Linked DNA regions of Mus musculus: regions 1 and 3 are each linked to region 2. Evidence: chromatin contacts called from public HiChIP or PLAC-seq data. All regions are on one chromosome and are shown on one strand. The core of a region is the stretch at or near the end of the contact, and the rest is flanking DNA. Distances in the headings are between cores, read along the strand shown.

The links. HiChIP or PLAC-seq counts read pairs in DNA pulled down with a chosen protein or histone mark.
Region 1: a contact with region 2 is called in an H3K4me3 HiChIP or PLAC-seq map of embryonic basal ganglia, with 2.8 times the contacts expected there. The contact joins the promoter of Igsf11 here to the enhancer-like site in region 2. A contact is called at or near these places in 7 of 39 promoter capture datasets (frontonasal cranial neural crest, hippocampal neurons, liver and 4 more), 8 of 484 Hi-C or Micro-C datasets (the Patski cell line, brain, brown adipocytes and 5 more), 11 of 115 datasets of contacts at active chromatin or transcription factors (bone marrow-derived macrophages, craniofacial prominence, embryonic basal ganglia and 8 more) and 3 of 9 other capture datasets (adipose tissue, liver and pancreatic islet).
Region 3: an H3K4me3 HiChIP or PLAC-seq map of embryonic basal ganglia shows a contact between it and region 2, with 2.4 times the contacts expected there. The contact joins two enhancer-like sites. A contact is called at or near these places in 4 of 39 promoter capture datasets (cranial neural crest, liver, maxillary cranial neural crest and 1 more), 2 of 484 Hi-C or Micro-C datasets (cortical neurons and stem cell-derived neural stem cells) and 2 of 115 datasets of contacts at active chromatin or transcription factors (embryonic basal ganglia and hepatocytes).

The regions. Positions count from the first base shown.
Region 1 is chr16:38,900,711-38,904,002 of GRCm38.p6, forward strand. It overlaps Igsf11 (immunoglobulin superfamily, member 11), which reads left to right and starts at 1,635. Exons shown (of 7, transcript NM_170599.2): 1 at 1,635-1,849. The coding sequence starts at 1,798.
Region 2 is chr16:39,017,873-39,021,104 of GRCm38.p6, forward strand. The region is part of intron 4 of Igsf11 (immunoglobulin superfamily, member 11); the gene reads left to right. Among named protein-coding and RNA genes, the nearest start is that of Gm36585, 97 kb to the right of the region's middle. Within about 2 kb of position 1,824, at least 15 of the 459 cell types and tissues checked have an H3K27ac peak or open chromatin away from gene starts, as enhancers often do. A contact at or near this core is called in cortical neurons, embryonic basal ganglia, forebrain and 1 more, where this site is marked.
Region 3 is chr16:38,923,583-38,926,861 of GRCm38.p6, forward strand. All of the region lies in intron 1 of Igsf11 (immunoglobulin superfamily, member 11), which reads left to right. Among named protein-coding and RNA genes, the nearest start is that of Igsf11, 23 kb to the left of the region's middle. Within about 2 kb of position 1,594, at least 31 of the 459 cell types and tissues checked have an H3K27ac peak or open chromatin away from gene starts, as enhancers often do. A contact at or near this core is called in cortical neurons and embryonic basal ganglia, where this site is marked.

The DNA of each region.
Region 1 (3,292 bases), core at 385-2,884, 120 kb before region 2:
TTGTACATTATTATACATTCAAGCCCCAGGCTCACAGCAGCCACCGACACTGGTGCCTGGTGGCCCTGTCCTAGGGGCAGGAACCTTGTCATTCTGCCCCCACCAAGGCCATGCTGGACCGGCAGTTGTATACACACCACATGTGAGCCTGGTTCTTTCAGAGGTCAGAAGAGGACACTGGATCACAGATGGTTGTGAGCCACCACGTGGGTACTGGGAACAGAACTCGGGTCTTCTGCAAAAACCAAGTGTTCCTCTCTCAGTGCTCTAGTGATTGGCATTTTAAAACTTCTCCTTTTTTTCTTCTTCTTCAAAATATAACATTTCAATATTTAAATTAGTTTTATAATTCTACTTTCTTGATATTTTTGTTTTTCCTACACAGCCTTAAATCATTGTGCAAATATACTTCTCTTTAAAACATTGTTTTCTACATTTGCCATGCTCCTGAGTATACTATTGTTTCTGAGTTGTCCTGGCAAAATTGGTTCTGTGAGGTGTCGGGGTTCAGAATTCTGAAGGGCTACAGGAGTTCTAATCTAAGCTGTTCAGAATCTGATCTCATGTCTGGGAGGTTCATGGGCAGGTAGGTCCTCAAAACTCCAAGGCTCAGTGTGGGTGTGGAAGCAGAAAATGACTTCGGGCTGTAGGAGGAAACAGAAACTAAATTGGGAAAGGATGGGTGGGTAATGCTGTTCAAATAAGTAAAAGCATTTCAAATGTTATGAAGGCCTCTTCAGTCTAACCAGAGCAAACAAGCAAAAGGTAAAAACATCCATCGAAGACACAGGTGCCACAGTCAAGGCAAGACAGTACTCGGTGTTAAAAAGCAGTCTAAGGAAACGTGAGCTTGGTGAGGAATCACTTAAGACATTGGAAGATGACAAGCATGGCTGCAGGCCTGTAATCCCAGGGCTTGGGAGGCTTAGATGGAAAGGTCAGGCATTTTAGATCATCCTGGTTTTAATTGAAATAGCATTACATCACTTTTGTCTTTCCTTTGGTCTCTTCCCTCCATCTCTTCCCAGCCATACCCTCTTTTAAAACTCCTCCCGTGTTCTCCCCATTCTCAAGTTATTAACCTCTTTTTTAGTTACACATGCCTGTGTATGCATATCTATCTGTCTGCCCATCCATCCATCCATCCATCCATCCATCCATCCATCCATCTATGGAGATGCAATCCGGTTTTTTGTTGTTTGTATATGGTTTCAGGGCTGACGACTCTGCACTGGACTACAATAAGGGAACTCATCCCTTGGACAGGTTAACTTTCCTAAAGGTCTTCCTGTCTTCTAAAAGACTCCTAAGGTTCTTTCAGATAGATTAAATGGTTTTCAGGAGAGACTAAAATGGTCAGAGTAGGGACTGTTTGAAAACTTCAGCCAAGAAAGACGAGTTGGATCTGAGGGAAGCCACTTTGGGGTTTTAGGTTCAACCTGTCCTTGCAGGTTTCATGGGGACCAGAGCAGGTGGCCTGGCCGCGCCAGCCTTGAGTTCTGTGCATTCTGCGGCTGGCCACTAGGCGTCGCACTGGAGTCGCGGTTGCCCTGGAGACCGCTCGGCGAGTGGGCAGGCGGTGCCGAGCCCCCGGCTGGGGAAGAGCTGGCGGGAGCTGGGGGGAGTGGCTGCGGCGGCTGGTGGTGGCCGCGGCGGCCGGCGAGCCCGGGACGCCCGAGCCTGCCCCGAGCCTCGGCGGAGCGGAGTGGCCTCGGCGCTCCCGTGTCCCGCTTGGTCCCACGCTGCACCCCGCCGCCCAGGAGCCCGGCGGACGGCGGCTCCCCCGGCGGCTCCGGCATGACTCGGCGGCGCTCCGCTCCGGCGTCCTGGCTGCTCGTGTCGCTGCTCGGTGAGTAACTCAGCTTGTCCTGCCGCCTCGGGGGACCGAGCCCGCTGGTGCCCGCAGGGCCTGGGAACCGGCTGCCCCGGGGCGGTAGCGGAGGCCCGCGTCTGCCAGGTGTCCCCAAGCGCTGTAACCCCAGCGCCGCTCCCCGCCGCCACTTCCCGGAACGAACTCCCGCTGCCAGTCCACTTAGAAATAGTGTTAGAGTCGCCTGCCCTTACTAGAGGGCTCCAGGAAAACTTTGTAGCTTTACCACAGCCTTGAAGGAGTTTGCGATATTAAAAGAATTAAATTGATTAAAAGTTTTTTTTTTCAGATTTAAAGTTGTAACTTCATTATAACCTTTAAAACATATGCAGGGGTAAACATTTCACTTTATTAAAAAAACAAACAACAACAACAACAAAAACCCAAACGCTCGATTACATCCGAAAGCAAAGTTTATTTACACTTCGTTTTGTAACCAGAAGGGTCTAAGTTGCCTTATAAAAATACATAGAATGTAGCAATATGAGCAAGCGCTTGAAAACAGTTGGTTATTCAAATTTGATTTCTTAAGTTTTTCTTAACGTTTTGTTTTCCCCCCAGTAATCATCATAGGCAGGCTCTGAATGTCCTTTTCTACAATCCTGCCTTTGTGTGTGCATTGTTCTGTGGAATCAAGTTTTCTGACTCAGTAATTGGTTGCTGAGGTTTGCTGAAATTTGTCCAGAAGGCTTCTCTTTAAGAAGCTAGTGCAGTGATGGAGTGTGCTGTGGTTAATTCTATTTCTCTCTAGACATCTTTGTAGGTCTCCAGTCATTTTTATGGCCTTACTTGAATAAACGATGTTTTAATCTTGATGTAACCCAGTTTTAGGTCGTTCACCTGGTATAGGAGAAAGCATAGCAAACTGGCCTGTTACCGTCCATGACGATACCAGGGACCGTGTTCTGACGTCTTGAAGTTCAGTAGGCATATTTTTTAGTGACACTATACACGTAGTGAGGTCACATACCAAAGTGTGCATTTATGCGCTTGAGCTTCCAAACTGAGTTTGTCATTCACTGCTTTCAGCAGGCCTGTGTCTTCCTGTCCTTCTGTCAAAGGTGAAATAAGCGAATTCATAGATGTTCCTCATAATCCTTGAACACAGCTGAAATGCTGTAAACGTTGCTGTAATAACAGCTCCAAATGGTTTTGATAGAAAGATCTGTCGTTAAACTAAGTTGGAAAATCTGTCATGAAACTTAGTTGGCCGATAGAGTTTGTGTTTTGAATTTATTAGGCAGTACTTTTAAAAAGGTGATTTTGTTTCTAGGATCACTCATAGGCAGACACCTGATTTATGCCTTTGCTTTGGGTTGGAAGGATTTCTACTCAATACTAGACTGATTCTGAGGACTTCCAAGGTTGTTCCCGTCTTTGAGATGGTCTGTTCTGTAGAGCCACTTTTAACTCTCAAAAAAC
Region 2 (3,232 bases), core at 574-3,073:
TATGTCTGTGATTTGTGTACCTGAGTGCAGGTGCCTCACGAAGCCACAATATGGAGTTGGGTTTCCTGGAACCGGAGTTACAGGCAGTTGTGAGCTGCTGGCATGGGTGGTGGGAAGCTCACTCGGGTCCTCTGCATCAGCATTGTATCTCCAGCCCCACATTTTTGTTCTTAAAGAGATTTAAGTTTGGCACTTATTTTGTGTTAATTTTTCCCTTTGGTTTTAAATTTATCATCAGATACCTCTTTCAAGGTGAGATCATGTATGCATACAATTTCACTACACATTGGTTTAAACAACATTAAACTATAATTTATCATTATTTTTATTTTAGTTTAGTTTTAGGTTTGTGTGTGTGTGTGGTTTTTTTTTGGGGGGGGCGGGGGGTTGAGACAGGGTTTCTCTGTATAGCCCTGGCTGACCTGGAACTCACTCTGTAGACCAGGCTGGCCTTGAACTCAGAAATCTACCTGCCTCTGCCTCCCAAATGCTGGGATTAAAGGCATGTGCCACCACTGCCCAGTTTATCATTATTTTTGAAACAGAACTTCTCATACTTTTACATAAGAAATTATTCAGTTATTATGATCATTCATTCCTTAAGATGTATAAGTTATAAAAATATTTATGATACTTGGCACTCTTATTACTCTTCCAAATATTGACATCTGCTCAGAATTTAAGATGCTAGACTTTTTTCTACATTTCTTAACTAAGTTTCCTTAGGATTAAAAAAAAAATCCATACACACACACAGACACAGACACACACACACAGAGAGAGACACAGAGACACAGATACACACACATAACCCCAAGAAATTCCTGTGTAGATGTATCACCAGACAGCATCGTAGTGTCTCATTCTGTTCTCACCAGTTCAAGAGTGTTTCTAATCCCTGGTTCACAGTTACAGATGAGGAGCTGAAGCACACACCCTTAAGCAAACAACACCCTCAGGCCCACAGAGCTGGTAGGATGCTGAGCCAACTTCAACCCAAGCCCGTATGGCTCCCAAACCCATGCTCTCAGCCGATGCACTCTTGACACAGCCAAATGCCAGCTCTGGAGCTGAGAACATGCAGACCTGGGAGTAATGTGATATATTTGTTTCCCTGTTATGAAGGGCCTGTTCCTCCAACTCCACACCCCTATTTGGAAGAAGGAAGACCAAAGGGACCACTACCGTCATCTTTCATTTCCGTAAATTATTCCTGTCCTAACACAGGCTTGACTGGTGTCAGGGTGTGATGTATAGGGTTTTGTTTGTTTGGCTGGTTTTTGTTTTTGTTTTGCTACAGAGTGGTGTTGATGAGGGGTTGCCCCTAGCTTAGCTTTGCTTGATTCATTTTTTCTTAGTGCTTCTTCTCAACAAGCCTGTCTCATCTGTCACCTGCTAAGTAAGCTATAACAGGCATACTGCCTCACACACTGAACCATGTGTGTGTGTGTGTGTGTGTGTGTGTGTGTGTGTGTTTGTTTGTTTGTTTTGTTTTGTTTTAAATAGCTTATGGTGTCAGCAACTGGGGACAAAGGATCAGTGGGTTCACCTATGAAAAGTATCACTTTAAAGCAGCCCTCGTTCCAGTTGCCTGCTTTTGTATATGCCAAGTGCTGCTTAAAGCAGCTGTTTAAAATTCTCCCAGTTGTCTCTGGAAATGTCAACAAAATTACTGGTTTGATGTGAACTGACTGAGTTTTTAGAATTTTGGACCTTAAGGAGAAAAATGGAAGAAAAGCAGTAGCAGTGTGGGGGTTGCAGGGTTGGTTGCCCGGGAGGCTGGGCTTTTGTTGCCTGGAAACTTTGGGATGTGTTGAAGGAGGGGTTCTGCAGATGGCTGCTTTGTTATACCAACAGTGCTGCCACTTTGCATGGTTCTGGCTGTGCACAGAAGCTGAGAGGCCAAACCTACTCCATCTTAGGACCAGACTCCTGTCTTAAGAGGAAAAAAAAAGCCTGAGAACTTGACCCATAGCTGAACCCAAGCTGCACCCACATACCAGGAAGGACCCCATGGCCTGTCCTTGGCCCATACCCTAGAGTTATCCCTAGCTACTACCTAGTAACAATCAATCAAAGATTAGTTTGATTGTTTGAGATGTACTTTTAGACCTTTCGTGATTGTTCATGGTCTCACTTTAGAGCACCCCCCTGTTGACTTAACAATAGTTATTCCATTAGATGCTTACCAGCCTGGACACCCTGTCACTTGCTCCCATTTTACTATAAAACCCTATCCCAATGAGGGTTTGGGGCTGATTCACCAAACTGTCCTGAGGGTTGGAGGTGAGTAAGCCCAAACTTGAGTTTATAATAAGGAGACCCTAATGCAATTATGTTGGAGATGGCTCCTTGGTCGTATTTTGGGGGTCAGAAATGCTTCCTGGCCCAGCAGCATCCTGTGTAATGAGGTAGCTTTAAGTGTCTTACTGGAAAGCAGGTGTACCTATGAGAATCATGATCTTTGTACCCAGACAGATCTGATTGGATAGACCACTGTAACTCGTGTACATGTGATGTCAGGGCTACTCCAAGATTTCTTAGTTTTGGAAAGCAGGGACATAGAGCCTAAACGTGTTATGAAGATGAAATCAGGCCTACTTAAAGCTCTCTCTCACACATATATATGTACATATACACACAAAATATATACTCAATTCACACACACATGGAAAAGGAAATAATTCATGAAAACCAAGTAACCATTAAATATTGATTTTGTTACATATAATCCAATCCAGAGTTACTATCTTGTCATAGATATATTAGATAACTATATAATATGGATGTAACCTTTGAGTACTCCCATAGAAAAAAAGCAAACACCAAGTCTCTCTGCTTTTTCTGGTTTATGATATTGATACTATTTCAAGTACATGTTTGTCAGTTCCGTCATTCATGAACACATCCCATTCATTGTATTGTGTTTGAAGGCTTAGACAACTCTGGCAGCACTGATGTATGGGAACCTGTGGCTCTTGCTTCCCCCTCTCCACCATTGTATCTGATTTCCTGGTACTCATTTGATTCTATCCCTGTACACTGTTAGCAACTCAAACTGAGGACTGTGGCTCTGGCTGGCATTTAACCTACTTACTGAGTCTTCTGGCCTTCTTGCTTCATTAATGTCTGTCCTCATCATCCTGTACTGTTCTGTGAAGTATCCAGCACAGAGACGGTCTCCATAGTATTTGTGTAGTAAATGAAGGAACTGATGGAGCTAGGCTCCCTG
Region 3 (3,279 bases), core at 344-2,843, 95 kb before region 2:
TGTTGGACTTTTTCTAGGTATTAGAGACACGCACTGGAGTCAAATAGACAACACAAAAAGAAGAAGAAGAAGAAGAAGAAGAAGAAGAAGAAGAAGAAGAAGAAGAAGAAGAAGAAGAAGAAGAAGAAGAAGAAGAAGAAGAAGAAGAAGAAAAGAAGAAGAAGAAGAAGAAGAAGAAGAAAAGAAGAAGGAAGAAGAAGAAGAAGAAGAAAAGAAGAAGGAAGAAGAAGAAGAAGAAGAAGAAGAAGAAGAAGAAAAAGAACATCTAAGGCACTAAAAGAGCAAGATAACACTAAAACATCCATTGCAAATCACGTCTTAAAATACGCAGTCACTACAAATATAAATATATTAAAAATAGTATGGCAGAAAGAGTTATGATGAAAATGCCTTTAAAATAACCATGTTTTAAAACCGCTTTTACCTCTGTGGGGTGCTTGCTCATGTCTTGTAGGTCATTGTGGATTCCTTGGAAGAGTGACATGGTGATCATGGCCCCAGGCTCCATGTCAGACACCCTTACTAGTGATGTTAAATAAGCTGGATTTTATCCAGGTGGTGGTTGTCCCTTCTAGTTAAATGCCTCCCTGATAGCTCAGAGCACTAACAGGCACCTTCCGGTAAAGGTTTTGCTGTTGCTCAGTGTCACTTGCTCCACAGTGTCTGGCACAGGGAGACTGTGCAGGAAATGTCTGTGGACCCAGAAAATGCATGCTTCTTAGTAGCGCTTTTACACACGGCCCTGTCTGGGAACGGCTTTGGATAAAGTGGGATCTCTCTCAGGTTGTGGTCGCTTTAGAAACAATTTCAATTTCCAGTATTTACTAAATACACCTAAACCTACAGGATACATGACTGACACTTTCCCAAGAGAGTTTTAAAAAGGTATATGAATAGATACTTATAGATTTGCCTCTGGTTTTAACGTTGATGGTTTCCCAGCAAATGGGGAGGAGTCTAAGTGTGGTAGCTGCTCTGTGGGAATTGGCACAGGTCTCTAGAGCACCAGGGTTCTAAATGCGAAAAAGCACATTGTTCAGCGTCTGTGTTTCTCTTTTCTGGCCAACCCTTGTCTCTTCCTCTGCCTTTTGTTCTTTCATGTCATGTAATAAAAAATCCGAGGAAGTAAAGTGGCCTTTTCCAAAATGACACAGCATGTAAGAGGAAAGTTTGGACCAGAATTTGGGTAAATGCTTTATCCAAGGGGAAAAATGCAGCTGAGCAATGTTTCTGGTCCCTTTATTATTTTAACCTCTGAAAGAGTCAAGCATCATATTTCCCTGGGTCTTTCTGTGTCTATAGTTGTACCCCACAACAACTTTACAGGAAAGTGTGGACATGCACAAATGCACTTCAGCATTCGCAGCAGGTTTATTTAAGCACAGTTGGGGTGCCACATCGCGCACCAAATATAATCCATAGTGGAGCCCCTACCCCACAGCTGCTTTTCAGCTTCTGTCATGTCCTCGTGGTCCAGACTGGCTAAGATGACACAGAGCAGAGACTCCAGTTTCACTTCAGGATCTGCAGCAGCTGGAGAGAGCGTCAGGCAGATGGGCTTTTCCACCCTGATTATCCCGACTTCCTAAATTTAGAAATACATGCTTTTAAAAAAAATGTAAATTACCCGAGGGGGTGGCGTAGCACATGCCAGGCTGTGCTAACGAGCGCAAATGGATGTCATCTGCTGACTCCCAGGTGCTGCGTCCACGGCTCAGCTCCGTTCTGTCTCCTTTAAGTTTGTTTCATGTTTTTCATTGCTCTTCTCCACGAAGCTGTGCCATCGAGTCTCTGTTCACGTGTTCATTGTTAAAGATGTTCAGATGTGTGTGTATAGTGTTTTTTTAAGTAATTTATTTAATTAATTTATTTATTTTGAGACAGCGTTGTAGACCAGATTGGTCACTAACTTTCACTGTAGGAAAGGATAGCCTTAAACTCTTGGTCTTCTTCTCCCTCCCAAGTGCTAGGATGATAGGTGTGTGCTGCCTCAACTGGCCTGTACGTAGCATCTTAAACTAGAATTATTTATTGTTGGACCGATGAAGCTTGCTTTCTCTTTTCTTTTTTTTTTCTTTTGTTTTTCTTTTTTTCTTTTTTTTTTCTTTTTTTTTTTTTTGGTTTTTCGAGACAGGGTTTCTCTGTGTAGCCCTGGTGTCCTGGAACTCACTTTGTAGACCAGGCTGGCCTTGAACTCAGAAATCCGCCTGCCTCTGCCTCCTGAGTGCTGGGATTTAAGGCGTGTGCCACCACGCCCGCCTGCCGGATGAAGCTTTCAAGCTACTGGACTAGACCAGGGAGGAAGGCATTAGATAAGAACCTTCTTTTGTCTTACTTTTGCCACAGATTACCTGGATAGATTTGGACAGGACAATTTGTTTCTCTGTTGTATGGGTGGGTGGGATTAGGTAGTCTGCAATGAACCTTTCACTATGAATGTTCACTCTTTCTTTTTAAAAAAGTCTATTTGCAAGTTATTTTTGAATATTATCATGTTCCTAGAATATAGCACAGTGCCCAGTGTGGAGAAGATGTTTAAATATTGTCAAAAGTACACAATATATCTTATGTTTCTCCTTAGGAAAACTCATTGAGAAAACAGTTTAGAAGCAAAATGTTTAATGACTACTTTGTTTCTATTAGAATATACTAAACTAGGTCTTTTCTGTTTCCTCTAATTGTTGAAGGGGCCAAACTATGGTCCAGAGACTTGGAAAGCATGAACAAACAAATGAGACTCAGAAGTCCATATCATCCTCCACTAGGATGTAAACTATAGGGGAGAACCACTTCATCCATCCATCCATCCATCCATCCATCCATCCATCCATCCATCCATCCGAGACAGGGTTTGCCAAGTGGCCAAGGCTGACCTGATACCATGTAGTCCAGGCTGAACTTTAGCTTTTGACCCTCCTGCTTCAGCTCTGATTGACGGGGTTACAGACATGTGCCACCATTTTATATGAAATGCGTCCTTATAGGACCACTCTTATTCTAAAGTTCCAACAGAAACAGTCTGCGAGTCAATTGTAAAAGGAGATGAACCGAGGAGAGGTGAATCTAGAAGGTTTATCCTGGAGGGAGAATGTAAAGAAAGGGCATTCAGGAAGCAAGAGGGTCATGGGGAGGAAGGGAGGGAGCATGGCTGTGCTAGCCAATCCCAGTACAATTGGCAGCAGTCAGGGAAGCAGAGACTAACCTGTGTGTGTGTGTGTGTGTGTGTGTGTGTGTGTGTGTGTGTGTGTGAGAGAGAGAGAGAGAGAGAGAGAGAGGAGG